4 separate regions of the Mus musculus genome follow, and regions 1, 3 and 4 are each linked to region 2. A link is a contact called in public HiChIP or PLAC-seq and promoter capture Hi-C data. All regions are on one chromosome and are shown on one strand. The core of a region is the stretch at or near the end of the contact, and the rest is flanking DNA. Distances in the headings are between cores, read along the strand shown.

Region 1 (2,700 bases), core at 8-2,507, 500 kb before region 2:
GCATTATGTCTGTGTCTGTTTCTAGTGGAGGCCAGACGAGGGTGTCAGATTCCTGGAACTGGAATCACTGATGGTTGTGTGAGTTGTCATGCAGGTGCTGGGAACCAAATTTGAGTCGGCTCCCAAGGCAGCAAGTACTGAGCCATTGGTCTAGGAGAAAAAAAAAATTAAAGTAAAAATAAACCTACAGTTGTAGCCATCCGCAAAACACTTGCTTGGCTTAATGGAACTGTAGACTTGACCCTCTGTAACGTACAGAAATAAGCACGAGAGGGTGAGAACGCCTTTATGAGGCAGAAGTGTCGACTCATCTTTCACTGGCACTGGGATTCTTCCAGAGTTGGGATCTGCGATGCTTTCTGCTTTGTTTTGTTTTTTTGTTTTTTTGTTTTAGTTTTTTTGTTTTGTTTTGTTTTGTTTTGTTTTTCGAGACAGTGTTTCTCTGTATAGCCCTGGCTGTCATGGAACTCACTCTGTAGACCAGGCTGGCCTTGAACTCAGAAATCTGCCTGCCTCTGCCTCCCGAGTACTGGGATTAAAGGCACGCGACACCACGCCCGACTGCGATGCTTTCTAAAATATGGGTTTTCACTACAGCCTAAGAATTCAGGTGTAACAGCCACTGAACCTTACCACGGTGTGCTTCCCTGAGCACTGTGGCCTTTTGCTTAAAAAGAATATCACAAAGTGATAGCAAATGCCAGGAAGTTGGAAGAACTTTTATGACACAGTTGTCAGTGAGGATTGGGAAGGTAGTAGCGTGTATCCTAGCAGGAGGGAGGCTGAGACAGGAGGAACATCAAGAGTCTGTAGCCAGCATACAAAACTATAGAAACTATAGAAAAAGATTGCGGCTCTCTTTCCTCTTACTGGTTGGAGTAGAGAAGTGATATTTATATCAGCCAATGAGAAATTTTTACGGAATTAACTAGTGTCAAGTGACAATCCAGTGTTGAAGAATGGATCCCTTACACCCTTGGCAGGTTGACGTTTCTGCGACCAATAAGCCAACCCGAATCAACCTAGTGAGCTGAGGCCTCAGTGTCTTTTCCAGAGACCCCGCCTTCCCGGTCTGACAACCCGGTTTGACTTCTATTGGCTTTCACTTAAGAGTGACAGTTTTATTACCCAGTGAATTTGTGAGATTAGCCCTTCCTCGTGCCTTTTTTATTGGCTCACGTTCTTGAGTGGCAGTGCTTTGAACCAATTGGATATAGCAGTAGGGTTGCGGACTCCGCCCCGGAGGCCGGGAGGGTTGTTCGCTCGGGTCGGGTGTCGCCTGAGAACCGGATGAGGCGGCGACTCTGAGGCCGAGCCGGGAGCGGGCGTCGCGGCGAAGGGGAGACCGGGCGGGCCGGCAGAGCAGAGCAGGAGGAAGCAACGGCCACAGACACATCGGAACCGAGAGTCTTAGTCGGGGGATCCGCGCGGCGGAGGCGGACACCATGGGCAACCGCGGGATGGAAGAGCTCATCCCGCTGGTTAACAAGCTGCAGGACGCCTTCAGCTCCATCGGTCAGAGCTGCCACCTGGACCTGCCGCAGATCGCCGTGGTGGGCGGCCAGAGCGCCGGCAAAAGTTCGGTGCTCGAGAACTTCGTGGGCCGGTGAGCGAGCGCGCCGGCGGCGGTTCTGGGGCTCCGGCCGGGAGGGCGGGCGGCGGCCTAGGGCGCGGAGGGCGGGCGGGGAATGGCGGAACTGCGGCTCGCGGACGCCGCAGCACCGGTGGCAGTGGATAAGGTCTGGGGCAAGAGTCTCCATGGCTTTCCGCAGGGACTGGAGATGCAGATCCAAGTCTGGGACTAGTCGATGATAGTGGGCGGTGTTTGGGGCAAGACGGTCAGTGCCGACCCCTCTTGGTGCTTCTAGTTCCGGCTATGGCTGGGCAACTCTGACATCGCTTTACCTGTAGTCCGGGATAGATCCACTCCTCTTTCCTTCTGCTACCTGGAAATCTTAGTGTGTGTGCTAAGATGTTGAAGATAACACTTGCCACTTAGCCATCCATGGGGAATGACCCCTGGGGTCTGTCTGGCCAGTTATTTTCTGGAGCCTGCTCTCTTGCCTGGTTAGCTGGTTATCTGTTCTAGACAGGCTTCCTACCGGCACCATTTGGTTGTCCCATCTGTCCAAACTCACTCTGAAGTCCACCGTTGTCTGGCTAGCCATCTAAGGTGACCTCTCGTGTGCAAATGCCCATCTGTGCCCCTTATTTACGTGAGTTGGCCTCTGCCATCTGACTGGCTGAACTTTGGGAGCCTCCTGTTATCTGGTTCTCTTGGGCCGACTGGCTCTTTGAATCCATCCATTAGTCTGTTCTCCATTCCCACCCAGGCATCCCTGCCTGTCCATCCTCTCTGAGTGACAGAGGTTGGAGAACTTGGGAAGAAACATTCTTTAGGATTCTTTCTTGGGCTAGGATCCCCTAACCTAGAGCTTCCCAGTTGGAATGCTCTCTAGATAGCTCTGGGAGCCTCAGCTTGTTCCATCTGTCCAGTGGGCAAATTCCACTTGCAGCTGTTTGTAGGATCCAGGAAGTGAGTGAAGGAGGGATGTTGATTTACTCCTGTCCCCTCCCCCTCTGCCTCTCCCCGCAGCAGCACTTCTCCATTCCAGGAAGTGTTCCATGTATGATGCTGCAGTGTGTGCCTACCCAGTGTTAACATTTGCTTTGCTGTGGACATTATCATTGTGTGTGTGT
Region 2 (2,700 bases), core at 33-2,532:
GCTTCCGGGTCCCCCTCCTACTCAGTCCTCACTCTAAATAACAGGTTGGAGGGTCCCTACCTGAGATAAAGGTCACCCACACCTGCATGCCCCAGGCACCAGACAAGACCAGCAAGTGGATGACTTTAATCAGACTTCCCGGGTCCTCTCCTTTTTCCATTCTGCAGCCCTGGGAAGGAAACAGTGGTGACTCAGCTTAACCTTCGACCCCCGAGCTTTGAGGCCTTGGCAGAGAGTGCATAGGGCCAGCCTCACACTGGTGCAAAGATGAGAGAAAACAGCCTGGAAATGGCAGTTGGAAGACCCAAAGTAGACCCTAGACAATCTCAAGCCCAACCAGTCGATCTGGGCTCAGGCTTGGGGCTGGAATCGTGGCTTTGCGGTCAGGGACTTTGTTGGTGCTGGCCTTACATGCTATCCTCCATACTTGCAAAATAATAGTAATAATAATAAGTAAATAATATCACCCAACATGAAGGCTTGTACCTGTAAATCCCCAACACTTGGAAGACGGAGACAGGGGAGTTGCCACTTTTCTAGCTCAAAGTTAGAAAAAGATTCCTCAATTCCAAAAAGCCTTTAAAGACGTAGAAACTGGCCTGGTGATTCACAGTTGTAACCCCAACATATCAGAGGGTGATGCAGGAAAATCACTGAGTTTGAGGACTGCCTGACATACTGTGAGACTCTCTCAAAATAAGGAAGCAAGCAAACATCTCAGGTCCAGCTGAGCAAATGGCTCAGCGGGCAGAGCGTTTGCCTCACGTGCAGGAAGCCTCGCGTTCCGTCTCCAGTTCTGCATAAAACAGGTTCTGGTTCTAGTCTGTCATTCCAGCACAAAAGTAGAAACAGGAGGGGCAGGAGTTGGAAGCCAACCAGAGATACATGAGACCTTGTCTCAAAACCAAAATTCTAGAACAAAAGACTCTCTCTAAACCACAATGTCCACTGCACCCCAAAAGCTTGAATCCCAGCAGCTCAAGTTCACATACTTAGGTTTTCAGGGATTACCCTAGCTCTGCAGACATCTAAGAGCCCTCATCCGGAACCCGAGATATTCTAAGAACATCCCAAAACACCCCCGGAGCCCCATCTGACCCCACCGTTGGAGCACACGAGCTCAGGCGTAGGGACCAAGAACCGTGGCAGCTCCAGTGCAGCTCCGGCTTGCCTGAGATTTCCCAGGTTTTCTTCCGCCCCGCAGGCCTCGCCCCACCTCCCAGCCAGAGCCAATGAGATCACAGCTCTCACTCCTCTGGACTCTCCCACTTAGGGATTGCCCAGTTGGCTTGCGGGAATCAACTGGCCATCTCGCCTCTCCGGACTTCATCCAGTCTCACCGAAGATGCGCAGGCGCCAATGAGCTCCGCGCCTGAGCGGAGTGAACGGGCGTGGCTTATGGGAGGACCACGCCCTTCTCTGTGACTCCACCTTTGGCCTCCCCTCGTTTTCCAACGATGGTGTCCTCAGGGGATCAAAACTTCAGCGTCACAGCTGGGGACTGGCTTCGTGGTCCCTGATGGGAGAGCATGAACGGGTGGTATGCTGTAGTAGGTGGGAATGGAAGAGAATGGGGAGACTGGAAGGGTGTTAGATTGACAGAACAAGGGGTTAGGACTAATAGCAATGGTTAAGCTTCCAAGCTCGAAAATTTTTCTGGAGAAGGGGACAGCTGAAGATTCAATTGGGGTTGTGGGGAGGGCAGGCAAGGTTGGGGACCTTCTGGTGGTGACGCTCAGAAATGTGTCTTTCCTTTCCCGCTCTAATCTTCGAGGGTATCTGTGGTCCTCAGGTGACATTCTAGAACAAATTTCATTTACAAGCATTGGACTAAATCTGTGTAATCAGGGCAGCCCAATATAGTATATATAATTTTTTCCCCTCCCAGATAGATTCTCACTGTGTAGCCATGGCTGGCCTGGAACTAGCTTTGTAGACTAGGCTGGCTTGGAACTCAGGGACCCCCTGAGTTCTGGGATTAAAAGGGCTGAACTACCACATCCTGTCCTTTATGTGTTTTGTTTGTTTCAGATTTAAAAAAATTTTTATGTGTATTAACGATTTGCTTGTATATATGTCTGGGCACTGCTTTCGAATCTAGTGCCTGTAGAGGTCAGAAGAGGGCATCAAATCCTCTGGGACTGGAGACACAGACGGTTGTGAGTCACCCTATGGGTGCTGGGAATTGAACCTGGGTACTCAGGAAAAGCAGCTAAACCAACTCTCAAGCCATTTTTTTTTTTAAGGTTTTTGTGACAGGGTCTCTTGCCCTGACTTGACTGAGACTCACTAAGTGGACCAGGCTGGCCTCGAACTCAGAGAGATTTGCCTGCCTTTGCCTCCTGAGTGCTGGGATTAAAGGCATGTGACTACTTTCTGTCCCCTTTTTAAATATAAAGCCTTGTTATCCTTGTTGTGCATGAGACATGTCTTACGAGTGCGTGTGTCATGGCACGCACGGCAGAGGACAACTTTACGCAGTTGGTTTTCTCTTCCCACCTTTAAGCTGGTCACTGGGCATCCGTTTGGGTTTACCTCTCCTCTGACTTTCACTTCTGCCAATACTGAGGAGATTCTGGCTGGAACATCTCTGAGGAGTCTCTTTGGGGAAACACTAAAGAGATCAGGTGTCTGGGGCTGGTTCTTAGTTGGCAAAGCACCTGCCTAGCGTGCAGCTGGGTTCCACCCCAGCACTGTGTA
Region 3 (2,700 bases), core at 87-2,586, 300 kb after region 2:
AAGGTACCTGGTCCCCAGGCAGGTGGGGCTTACACGTTAATTTGGGATATTACAACATGACAGATTTAAAATGTTGTTGGTCTTCTATTTGGTTATTATACTCTGAATGTTAATACAGAATGAATGAAAACAGTATAATTACACATCTGCATGAAAGGGCCATAATGCAACTCATTACTCTGAGCATTAGCCGTGGTTTTAATAAAAAAGTTTTGCAGTACTGTTTTAAATTTTGTGTTAAAAATTGCTTCTCGGGCTGGAGAGATGGCTCAGTGGTTAAGAGCACTGACTGTTCTTCCAAAAGGTCCTGAGGTCAAACCCCAGCAACCACATGGTGGCTCACAACCATTCTTAATGAGATCTGACGCCCTCTTCTGGTGCATCTAAAGACAACTACAATGTACTTAGATATAATAATAAATAAATCTTAAAAAAAAAAAAAGAAAAGAAAAGAAAAAAAGAAAAGAAAAAAATTGCTTCTCAGCGGGGCGTGGCGGCTCATGCCTTTAATCCCAGCACTCAGGAGGCAGAGGCAGGTGGATTTCTGAGTTCCAAGTCAGCCTGGTCTACAAAGTGAATTCCAGGACAGTCAGGGCTACACAGAGAAACCCTGTCTCGAAAAAAACCAAAAAAAAAAAAAAAAAAATGCTTCTCATGTAAAGCCCCAGAGGGGCTTTACCTGCTGGAAGACCCCAAGTGAGACAAGATCTATGTTTATTTTTTCTGGTGCGCAGGGATCGATCTTCAGCAGTCTCTCAAGCAAGAGACAGGGGGCGATCCCGGTTCTAGCTTACAAGCACCGTATACATTTTTTTTTTTTTTTAGAGGGCAGATTACAGTAACAGCTTCTAGGCACTTGGTGATGGATGGCTAGACCTTTTGTCTGGTTGGCTGGGTGATATCGGGTCATCCTTGGAGAGTACCTTCGTTCCCCAGAGGGCCCAGGTAGCCTTCAGCCAGCACTTTTTTTTTTTTTTTTTTTTTTTTTTTTTTTCTGGTATGTGTTTTGTCAGAGTCGGTCTGGGTTGGGTCAGAGTTGCTTAATCTTATCATTTATCCACAGGTCAGCACCCCCCACCCACCCCCCGCGCCACACACACACACAGAGAAACACAGAGACACACACAGAGACACATACATCACATCACAGTAAGAAAACTTCACGGGAATTAAAATAAATTATTGTGATACCGTTTTTCTGTCCGCTAAGACTTTCCGTATGATCAGACAGCCTTATGCCCTTTGCTACGCCCCGCCTTCCGTCATCGATTGGTGACTTTGACTGTCACTCAGGCCCTGTGACAGGACCGCTCTGAAATGAGGAAGTGGGGTGGATTTAGAAAGTTCAGAGGAGGTCTGAGCCTGCCATCTTGGGTCCTGTGGTCCCCAGGCGTCCGTTGCGGGAAGTTGTGCTGGTGGCGGAGACCGAGTCACAGGACGCTCCCAGTCCCATCATGGTGAGCTCGGCGCGGCGTCCCTGTGGAGCCGGTGTGGATGGCTGTGGGATGGGGGCTGGGCGGGCTCAGGGCACCCCGGAGCGTCCTATCGCGCCCCGACCATGCGTGGGGACTCGAGCTGGCTGCAACGCCCTGCACAGCTCTGCCACCCACAGGCAAGAGACAGGAATGCCTGACCGCTGGGTCGCTTCAGCGCCGGTGTCACACTAGGAACTCTGGGCTTCCGTTTACCTGCAAGGTTGGGATGGGGAACTCTGCGCCCTGTCTGGAAACTCTCGGAAGCTGGGTGCAGGGAGCTGGGTCTAGTAGGGGTGACTCTCCATCTGTCTGTCACTCTGGGATAGGCCTGTCAGTGTCCTGGCTGTCACCAATCAGGAACTTTATAGACTTGGGAGATGTTGATAGAACCCATCCTTAGGATGGATGAGAGACTAGTGGGTCTGAAAGGATCCCCGAGGATTAAATATTTTTGCGCATTAATTGGAGGAAGTGGGGAAGATAAAAATTCAGTTCCTTGTCCTAAACAGTAGTTTTAAAGTATCTGATAGACTTAATCTTAAAATTGCTGAGGTACAGGAATAGCCACGCATTGGATGTGTGTGGTGCAGACTGTGACGTGGTACCGAGGAGCAGAAGGCAAGGGGGAAGCAGTATGACTGTGAGATCTCTTCAGGCCCTGAGTTGCTCTTTTTTTTTTTTTTTTTTTTTTAAGATTTATTTATTTATTTATTATATGTAAGTACACTGTAGTTATCTTCAGACACACCAGAAGAGGGCGTCAGACCTCGTTACGGATGGTTGTGAGCCACCATGTGGTTGCTGGGATTTGAACTCGGGACCTTTGGAAGAGCAGTCAGTGCTCTTAATCGCTGAGCCATCTTGTAGGACCCCAAGAAGGAGCCCCCCACTCAAGTCTCAGGTCGCGGGGTCACCCAAAGAAACATGAGAGACCTTCTTGAGGCAGCTTTAATGGCCGAGCTCCGGGTCAATCAATACGTATCTCACTCAGGAGACAGAGGAATCGACCCTGAGACTCAAAAACTCAGGGTTTTGATAGGGTAGGGTCTAGGAAGAATTGGCGCGGTAGTGAGCAGAGTAGTACCGGGGCGTATAAGAATTCTAAAGCCGGGGGCTTATCAGAGTCGACAATGCATCTGGTTAATGTTTCAGCTTTTAACTATGCTCTCTATAGAAAGGGGGGCAAGCAGGAGGCGCCGGGCTGCCAGATGGTCAAAGAGTCAGC
Region 4 (2,700 bases), core at 25-2,524, 480 kb after region 2:
CTGACTCCTGCAAGTTGTCCTCTGACCTCCACACATAAATCAAGGCATACAAGTGCTTACACACACACACACACACACACACACACACACACGCACAGAACTGTGTTGAAGATACTCTGTGCCCTGCATTATTAAATATTCAGCTGAGATTATTTATGTAAAAATAAACAAGCACATCCATCTCAGTGTGAAATTAGCTTTCATATTCTAAAATGGTAAAATTCTATATATACAAATAATAGATTTAAAGTAAATTTATGATTTAATTATTCACTATCAACTTCTCCCTCTCAAAACCCCTTTATGCAACCTCAGATATATACATAATATAATATAGATATAATATAGGGTGGCTTCAAGCTTATAGAGGAATTGGAACATCTTGATCCTCCTGCTTCTACCTCCTGAATGCTGGAATTAGAGATGTGTACCACCAGGCCAGGTTTGTATAGTACTGGGGATTAAATTCAGGGGTCTCTGAATGCTAAAGAGAGCCCTTCACCATCTGAGCTACACCCACAGTCTGTTTCCTTTTTCAATTCAGTTTAAAAAAAATTGTGTGTATTTCATGAGTGTTTGCGAGTATGGGCCTGGGGAGAGCCAGAGGGATGGGGTGCTCTCGAAGTGGAGTTACATGTAGTTGTGAGCTGCCATGAGGAAACAAACCCAAGTCCTCTGTAAAGTAGTCAGTGTTCTTAACTGCTGAGCCATTTCTCCAGATCTCCTTTTTAAATTAAATATTGCATTTATTTATTTTATTCTTTTTTTTTTTTTAGACATTCTTGTATAGTCAAGATGGTCTCAAAATTCACTATATAGCAATGATGGTCTTGAACCCCTGATCATCTTTGCTGCACATCTCAAGTGTTTGGATAACAGGAGTGTGCCACCATACCTGGCCATTTTTTTCTTCTAAAATCGCCCTATTTATTTCATACCATGTAAATTAGCTGGAAGGTCAGGGGTCTGAATTTGCTCTGGTCAACTAAAACTCAGAATTATTACACCATTTCTATTTCCCTCTACCATCATGAAATGAAGCCCTTTGAGCCTCATACAGATCCCGACCTCCCCACACAAACACCCCAGCCTCTGCGGACCAGCTCCTTGCACGGGTCCGCGTTGTGCACGCTGGGAGTTGTAGTTCGCTTCCCTTCTCTCCCTACGAGCAGGGTGTCAGTCGCAGGAGCGCCTCCAGCGGCGAGCATGTTTGGTGGCGTGGAGTGCGGGAAGAAGGCAGGATCGTCTCCTAGCAACGGGGTTGCAGCGACGTCACCGTGGCGGGTTCTTAGCTCTGAGACTAGGTGGAACCGCCAGAGCGCTTTCCAGCCTCTGGGTAAGACGTGGTCCTCCACCTTGCGCTGCCAGTCCTGCCCCATCTGGTCTCGAGCTGCCTTACGGGAGTTTTCGTCGGTGCGGCCCGCCGGCCTTGGCCTTGGCCTTGGCGGGACGATGCTGGAGTCTATTCGCGTAACGGGTGAGTGTAGGCACTGCTGGCCCAAGTGGCGCGGCTGCAGCGGGTGGAGACCGTTGGGTCTGGGACTCGGAAGACCAGGTGCAGTCGCACAGCCCTAGCCCAGCAGAGGTGAGGGGCAAGAGCTGTGCAATCTAGAGAGTGTAGAGTCCAATACGATTCCAGAGCATTTTAGGTGTGTAGTAAGGTGTTATATTTTCTAGAATGTTCAGAAAAAAAAAAAATCAGCTGTGAAAACACATCTCTACATTTCAGTGTATGTTGTGTATTTTTGTTTGCATTTATTAGCAAACATTTTGAATTGATGTTATTAATAAGAGCAGGTGTTTAGATCCAAGGTTGGAAAGTTTGTCTTTCATTTTTGAATAGATATGCATATTAGCCCTATTTAAATCTTTAATAATATTAAACAGTTCCAGAGTCATTTTCCTAGCATTTGATTCTGCATGAAAACATTTCTGCAGGACAGATACCAAAACAACGGAATAAAGGGAAATAGCTAATTCCCACAGTAGAGTCAAAAATAAGCCTAGAACTTTTAGCTTCAGGCTATTGCAGTACCCAGTAGACCAATTTTCCAAATTAGTTGTTTTGAACCCCTGACCCTCCTGCCTCAGTCTCCCCAGTGCTAAGATATGGACATCAATAGCTAAAACCATTCTTTAAGTTAGCATACAAAGTAAGAGGTTTCATTATGGTACTTTGAAACTCCTTTCATTATATGTTATTGCAGAACTTTTTAAACTGAAAAACTAAATTATTTTTAAGTGAAACTACTTTCTCATCTTAATTTTTTTACACTGTTTGCTGTTCAGTGTTATAAAACACAGAACCTACTGTTGTGCGATTGCGATAACCTACAGACTATTCCACTGTTATGTTGACAGGAGACATGCAGTTATAAAAGCCAAGATCTTAGAGGCCACTTAAATTGGCATTAGGCTTTTTAAAATTGTGATTTGATGTAGATATAACTCTTTCACCTTAAAACACATTATCAGAGGCAGACGCAGGTGAGCTTAGTCAGCCTGGTCTACAGAAGTTCCAGACCAGCCACTGATACCCTGTCTCTAAAAACAAACAAACAAAACTCCCAAAACAATACAATGTCAAAACGTTGCTTTAAAACATCAAGCCTGGCAGAAGAGTGGCAAATATGAGGATGACTCAGTGGTCCGTGTGCATGCAGCTGCGTAGTCGGGCTGATGGGATACTTGCTTACTAGA

Evidence for each region. Promoter capture Hi-C pulls out the DNA fragments that hold promoters and counts their contacts. HiChIP or PLAC-seq counts read pairs in DNA pulled down with a chosen protein or histone mark. Capture Hi-C pulls out chosen DNA fragments and counts their contacts.
Region 1: a promoter capture Hi-C map of pancreatic islet shows a contact between it and region 2. The contact joins the promoter of Dnm2 here to the promoter of Ccdc159 in region 2. A contact is called at or near these places in 3 of 39 promoter capture datasets (cranial neural crest, liver and pre-B cells), 2 of 115 datasets of contacts at active chromatin or transcription factors (bone marrow-derived macrophages and pancreatic cancer cells) and 2 of 9 other capture datasets (adipose tissue and pancreatic islet).
Region 3: an H3K27ac HiChIP or PLAC-seq map of embryonic stem cells shows a contact between it and region 2, with 7 read pairs. The contact joins the promoter of Zfp809 here to the promoter of Ccdc159 in region 2. A contact is called at or near these places in 18 of 39 promoter capture datasets (the 3T3-L1 cell line, 3T3-L1-derived adipocytes, the C10 cell line and 12 more), 2 of 484 Hi-C or Micro-C datasets (muscle stem cells and peritoneal macrophages) and 4 of 115 datasets of contacts at active chromatin or transcription factors (bone marrow-derived macrophages, embryonic stem cells and memory CD8 T cells).
Region 4: a contact with region 2 is called in a promoter capture Hi-C map of 3T3-L1-derived adipocytes, with 5 times the contacts expected there. The contact joins the promoter of 9530077C05Rik here to the promoter of Ccdc159 in region 2. A contact is called at or near these places in 7 of 39 promoter capture datasets (the 3T3-L1 cell line, 3T3-L1-derived adipocytes, the C10 cell line and 3 more) and 3 of 115 datasets of contacts at active chromatin or transcription factors (bone marrow-derived macrophages, kidney and microglia).

What each region holds. Positions count from the first base shown.
Region 1 is chr9:21,423,651-21,426,350 of GRCm38.p6, forward strand. Dnm2 (dynamin 2) reads left to right here and starts at 1,258. Exons shown (of 21, transcript NM_001253893.1): 1 at 1,258-1,606. The coding sequence starts at 1,446.
Region 2 is chr9:21,926,189-21,928,888 of GRCm38.p6, forward strand. It overlaps Ccdc159 (coiled-coil domain containing 159), which reads left to right and starts at 1,283. Exons shown (of 13, transcript NM_025977.3): 1 at 1,283-1,540. The coding sequence starts at 1,530. Tmem205 (transmembrane protein 205) reads right to left here and starts at 1,347. Exons shown (of 4, transcript NM_178577.5): 1 at 1,104-1,347; 2 at 61-169. The coding sequence starts at 160.
Region 3 is chr9:22,224,376-22,227,075 of GRCm38.p6, forward strand. It overlaps Zfp809 (zinc finger protein 809), which reads left to right and starts at 1,337. Exons shown (of 5, transcript NM_001164624.1): 1 at 1,337-1,457. The coding sequence starts at 1,455.
Region 4 is chr9:22,410,273-22,412,972 of GRCm38.p6, forward strand. It overlaps 9530077C05Rik (RIKEN cDNA 9530077C05 gene), which reads left to right and starts at 1,275. Exons shown (of 7, transcript NM_026739.3): 1 at 1,275-1,477. The coding sequence starts at 1,453.